Regions from separate parts of the Hordeum vulgare genome. Here region 2 is linked to region 1. A link is a contact called in public Hi-C data. All regions are on one chromosome and are shown on one strand. Each heading gives the region's core, a stretch centred on a gene start, on an enhancer-like site or on the middle of the called end of the contact. The rest is flanking DNA. Distances are from core to core; before and after follow the strand shown.

Evidence for each region. A called contact is a pair of places that touch in the nucleus more often than the background predicts.
Region 2: a Hi-C map of leaf shows a contact between it and region 1, with 2.9 times the contacts expected there. The contact joins the promoter of LOC123401210 here to the promoter of LOC123401644 in region 1. A contact is called at or near these places in 2 of 6 Hi-C or Micro-C datasets (both in leaf).

What each region holds. Positions count from the first base shown.
Region 1 is chr6H:62,166,116-62,169,065 of MorexV3_pseudomolecules_assembly, forward strand. It overlaps LOC123401644, which reads right to left and starts at 1,448. Exons shown (of 5, transcript XR_006611138.1): 1 at 904-1,448; 2 at 593-813. It overlaps LOC123401646 (ABC transporter B family member 11-like), which reads left to right. Exons shown (of 12, transcript XM_045095487.1): 12 at 1-30.
Region 2 is chr6H:62,313,816-62,316,765 of MorexV3_pseudomolecules_assembly, forward strand. LOC123401210 (pathogenesis-related homeodomain protein) reads left to right here and starts at 1,455. Exons shown (of 11, transcript XM_045094947.1): 1 at 1,455-1,724; 2 at 2,603-2,950. The coding sequence starts at 2,638.

The DNA.
Region 1 (2,950 bases), core at 198-2,697:
TATAAGACCTTTTAGATATTGCACTATTACATACGGATGTACATAGACATATTTTAGAATGTAGATTCACTCATTTTGCTCCGTATGTAGTCTCCTAGTGTAATCTCTAAAATGTCTTATATTTTGAAACGGAGGGAGTACTATACATCCGGGAGTACATCTGTTTGTTCCTAGTACAGTTATTTTGCCAGGCGATACAGTGTTTCGTGATTTGAGAAGTGAATGCAAGAAGTTACCCGTATGCAAGCCGAATCAATAAATAATTGCTTTTAAATACTAACTAAAAACTGCAACAGTATTGGTAGTCTGATAGAAGAAACGCCTAGATAAGAGACAGGATTTCGAGCTCTGTCCCTTGAAAAAAATCTAGATCTGAGCCTCTACTTCACAAAAACTGTAGGTTCCACGCAAAGTGCTCGCACGCAGCAGTAGGGATAGTCGTCTTACGGCATACTAAATGACTACGAACACACACGGTTTCTTTGAAAGGGCGACATCATCGGCTAAACTGATAAACGCGCCTACCTCTGGGATGCGTGCGTTCTGAAACAGGAAAACCCAGAATCCATGCAAATTTTAGAGCATCACATACCTCTGGGCCGGCCAGCGACCTCGCTGCTGCCGTCGGCCGCGCCGCCATCTTCACCGGCGAGTTCCTTCTTGAGCTGATGCAAGGATGATGCATGTTCGGTGAACTGTAGGGTATATGTGCATGAGAGATGATGTATAGGACAGATGTTTGGTCGGCTGCATTAGAAATTGGGAGAATGAACACCAGTCGGCATTCGTTTGTCAGGCTACCCCTGCAATTAACTGAACATTCGTCAGTCATCATCATTCAGAGCAAAAACAAGATGAAGATTGGGAGATTAGGAATACCAAATACTAGGATTTGGAACAAACCTGTAACAAAAACGAAGCACACAATCCATCCATGAGCAAATCACAAGACCTCGCAAGAAAACAAAAATACATGAACGTGGGAGACATTGGGCGCCTCTGTTGCTTTTTTGATAGGACATCCGACGGGCGACCTGGCGCCTCCCAGGCATCCGGCTCCCCATCCACCCCGCTCCAATGGATGGGGTGGTCGATTTGGAAGAGCCAAGGGAGTTGGGAAGGCGACGTTGGCGGTGGGCCTCCGGTTGCCACTCACCCCGCTCCGGTCGATGGGGTGTGGATCTGGCAGAGGAACGGCCGTTGGGAATGCATCGTTGGCAGCGGAGTTTGACGGCGGATGGTGGAGCGATGGTCAGGGAGGGCGTGTACAGGGACTCGACCATCTCCGTCGCGGATTTGGGGACGGCGACGAGCGGCGAGGTGAGAGCTCGAGTGGGGAACGCAAAAGAAAAGAGAGGCGAGAGGCAACAGCAATCCTATACGTACATAACTTTACGTAAGTTTTATAAAAAAATGGATTTTGATTAAAGATTAAGGAAAATGAGGCGTTCGAGCTACCAAACTCTTTCCGACGCATACATTCCACTTTCCACCAGCATCTCCGGCATATCAATTTGAAAGGGAAGCAAGCAGAAAGAAAAACACAAAAGTCTTCAACAGAAGTGTGAATTGGATAAAAAGAAAGAAGCAAACCAGAGGAGTCGCAGGTAGGATTTGTTTGGGTCATTGGCCCTTCCCCGTCCTAATGGACCCCCCTTGAAAATCGGAGGTGAGTGATTAGTTAAAAAGAAAAAATCCTAGTCAACGTGTAATTTTATGTAACTCTTTGTATGTCTAGTATTTTTGAACAAGAGGTGAGGGGACGCTCTGGGCTCTGGCTCTACACTTATAGACAGCTTTTACGGAGTAACGTTACGGACATGGACGTCGGCTCATGCAGTTGGCTATCGTAAATAGGATGGGTAGTACTACGCGTCGGCGAGCCGGCGCGAACGCTTGCGCCGGTCGCGACCGTCAGATCTATGGGGCGTACCGTTAGATCTATCCATGCAACATTTTTTTCACGATGTAGCAAATTTTAGGGCGATGCAGTAATTTTCCTCAACGGTTGCAACAAAAAAATAATTGTAACAAAAATAATATCTACGTGATCATAGCAAAAAACAAAGTTGATGCATGGTAGCAAAAGTCAAGCGTCGGTTGTAGCAAATATCTAAGTGAACGTGTATGCAACTTTTTAGTGAACGGGCGCAGTAAAAAATGATGCTGGTTGTAGCAAAAATTAACACGGTTGTAGCAAACGTCACAAGCCGGTTGTATAAAAAATCCAACGAACTCGAGTTGCAACCAAGCGTGGATGTAGCTTTTTGAATGAACAAAATGTGGCAAAATGACAAACGTTTGCATCAAATTTATACATGGTTGCAGCAAATCTAAGCGAAAAATGTTGCAAACGCCAGGCGCGCGAGCGCGAGCGACCGGCCGAACAATTCGACCGGCGCTCCGGCTGCAAGCATTTACCTAAATAGAACCTTCAAAAAACGTGAATTCCATTTTCACAGCATTGCGCCACATCAGTCCGTAGCCTTCGTGTGTAGGAATTCATCCGTAGACGTAGCACTATTGCTGTGACCCCCATGACCGTAAGAGAATCGCTACACTTGCTGGGAGTTCGTACCTGCGAAATCACGAGTTAGGGGTACACCTCGCAACGATTACGTGGGGTGTATTTCGCGCGCGACAAGTGTCGCGTTGTGGGCGTGCTCGAGACCATTCAACGGCGCTCTGCGTGTGACAAGTGTCGCGCAGAGAAGAGTCTCGTTATTTCTGGTTTCCGGTTTCTATTTTCTGGTTTTCCCTTTTAGCAATTAAGTCCCTGAAAATTTTATGTTTTCTAGTAATGCTTCGATCTATTTGTTCAAATTTGTTTCGTCCCGTCTCGCTGTCGTTGTCGTGCTGTCCGGTGCCGTCGTCCGTCCCGCTGTGGTCGTCCTGCCGTCGTCCGTCCTGGTGTCGTCGTCCTTCCGTCGTCGCCTCGCTGTGTTTGTCC
Region 2 (2,950 bases), core at 205-2,704, 150 kb after region 1:
AAACGCTTAGATGCGCTTTTTTCCTATTCGGGGCCTTGACCCCCAGATCGGAAAGGACCGCATCTTGGTCGTTACAACTATGATGTTTATTAATCCCTCGGGCCTATTCTTTGCTTAGTCTTTTTCTCTCTCGTTCCTTTGGATTACATCTCAGCTATGGACTGCTATTGATTCGCTCTCCCTCTTGGACTATTATTTATTATACATTTTAAGCAATTTTATATATATCATTACATCTGCTCTTCACTGAATTTTCTAGATAGCCCTAGACCATTGTTTTCTAATAAATTGGGACTGTATGTCTGAACTTCGTCCTTTAAAGACTCTTTTAACTTCATTATTTCTAGATATAGAATCCATGTTTTCACATAAAATTCTAACACTCTCAAACAACATTCAAAATAGACGGACGCGGCAACGCGCGCCATCAATAATGTAGTAACACATAGATTGCATCATGTTACCACATGCATGCATGTGGGGATCTTTTTTGATTTTCAGTTTTTAAAATGTTTTATCTCTTAAATGAAAAATTTGATTGGAGATCCGTTTTCACCATTAAATCCATCGCAACGAGATCTTCGAAACTAGATCTCATATCAATATGTTTCGATGACTTTTTGGGGTTAAAGTTGCCATGTGTATTGCACATGAATTGACGTGGCGTTTACACTGAAGTTGTCATGATATGTTTCAAATATTTTTTCTTCTACCTTTAAAAGTAAATTATGATGGATTAGTAAAGAATTTTCATGATCCATGCATTAATTTTGCCGTGGTTAATTACTAAAAAGAACCATGGTTAATTAATAAAAATTCACATAAAAAGTGTAACATCATGGCAACTGTTGCTCAAAAGTAATATTTCATCAAAACATATCAACATGAGATCTAGTTTTGAAGATCTCGTCGAGACGGATTTAATGATGAAAACAGATTTTTAATTATTTTTTATTTAGAAGATAAAACATTTTTAAGTCAAAAATCAAATAAGATTTTCACTGATGTCATTTGTTTTGACAGGCAAAATGAATGATAATAAAGATGTGTGGGCAAATTACAAACGCCCACACGTGTGGGCGTTAGCTTTTGGGTATCCTAATTATACCTTTTCATGTGGCTCCTATGCATGTGAACCAAACACGAGTATAAATTTCCTATATTTTCCCTTTTTACTACAATTTTCTATATTTTCTGGTTCTCTGTTTTACACGCGCATTCATCTAATTCCCGTATTTCCCCCCTTCCTTTTATACCTTTTAAGATTTATTATTAGAGTCATGCAAACCAAAGAGCCCAAAATGTTACTACTCCTAGAAGTTTTACACCCGCATGCGTGGTGCTGCATATGGGCCCATCTGCAGTTTTACGGGAGTAATAAACAAAATGAATGCCCACGCCCATCTGGAGATGTGCCTGGCTAACCTCGGTAGCCACTCTGCCATTTGGAATTGTGCTTTACTAAATTCCAATTCTAATCCCCGTTTACACTCGTGCCGTCTTCTTCCCATAAACCTTCTCCCCTTCCTCCCCACCGCCCCCCTCCCAGATTTGCCTCCCCAGATTCCGGCCCGCGTCGCCTCGCCGGCCGCCTCCCGCGCGCTGCCCTCCCGCCGGAGCGCCCCCGCCGGCTTCCAATTGGAGGAATTCGGATCTCCTCCCCCTCCTCCTCCTCCTCTGCTGGGCTTGCTTGGAGCGGAGATCCACCGGGGCCTCAGCTCTCGGTAAGGAACCCCTGGCCCTCCTCGCATTGCTAGCCGTCTTCTTGGTCTTCCCTTCGCTCCGAGCAAGACCGGCGGTCATGAGACCTGGGTGAGATGCGCCGACGACCGGCAGGGTATCACGCCTGTCCAGTCCACGGGGCCCGAAAATGGTGAACTATGGCGGATGCTAGAGTAAGCTATGGTGGCGGCTCAAAGCGATGCAGACGCGCAAATCGTTTGTCTCACATGGGTATAGGGGGGGAAGTCTAGTTGTACCCTGTATGAATCTTTTAGATGCCGTAGAGCTGCTACTACCAGGCAGGAAGTTCCGTTTCGAGTAAGGCTTGTCGTGGAATGTGATGCTCTGGTTGGGTTTGACTTCTCAGTGTCCCCAATTGATCCCTTGGCGACGATGGCATCCTTCTTATTTGTCAGGACGCCATTTCTTCGGCTGGCTGCCCTGAAGCACCATTGCTTGATGGTTGTACACAACGCCGCCGAGCCTGAGACCGTGGAGCACCTTCTCATGCTATGCTCGTGCTCTCGGTGGCTTGTCGTGTTGCGCTGGGCCTGGCATGGGTGCATATATGGCGATTAATTGTGTTATGCACCTTGGCACTATGATGGCAGTCCATAGCCCTGTACTGCTGTCTGCTTTCGTTTTTTTATAGCTAGCTTGTGCCAAGTGCACTCAATATATGTCTTAGTAATAGGTGTATGACTAATAACTGAGCATGTTGAATACAGACAGTGGGAAAGGAGAAAATGTCTATTTTGCTCTTAACACTGTATGGCCAGAGCATTTCCTTGTTACTGTGGAATATGTTAAATAATTTCAACAAATACTCATCATGATGTCCCATTCAGCTTTCCAATTAACATATTCTTTTATGGTAAAGGACTCAGTCGGATGTGATACTATCAAGTTCTGACAATGAATAATTCAGACAAGAAGTCGGTATGCTCCATTCCTAGAAGATCATCAGAACGTAGGAAACCGTCCTCTTCTGAGTTGGTTTCTTCAGCAAAAAGGCCAACTCGCCACAACACCTCCAGCAGTTATAAGCCAGATCATTGTTCTCCTCCCAAGAGAACAGTAAGAACAGTCAGGAATGTTAATCTGGCAAAATATGTAAAGAACAAGTATTATCGTAGTCCTCTGAGCAAGCGGCAGGCTTCAAATGTTGCTACTGGAAAAACTGCAACAGGACCAGTCAGGAGGAGGAACCGGAAACGGAGAAGGCACA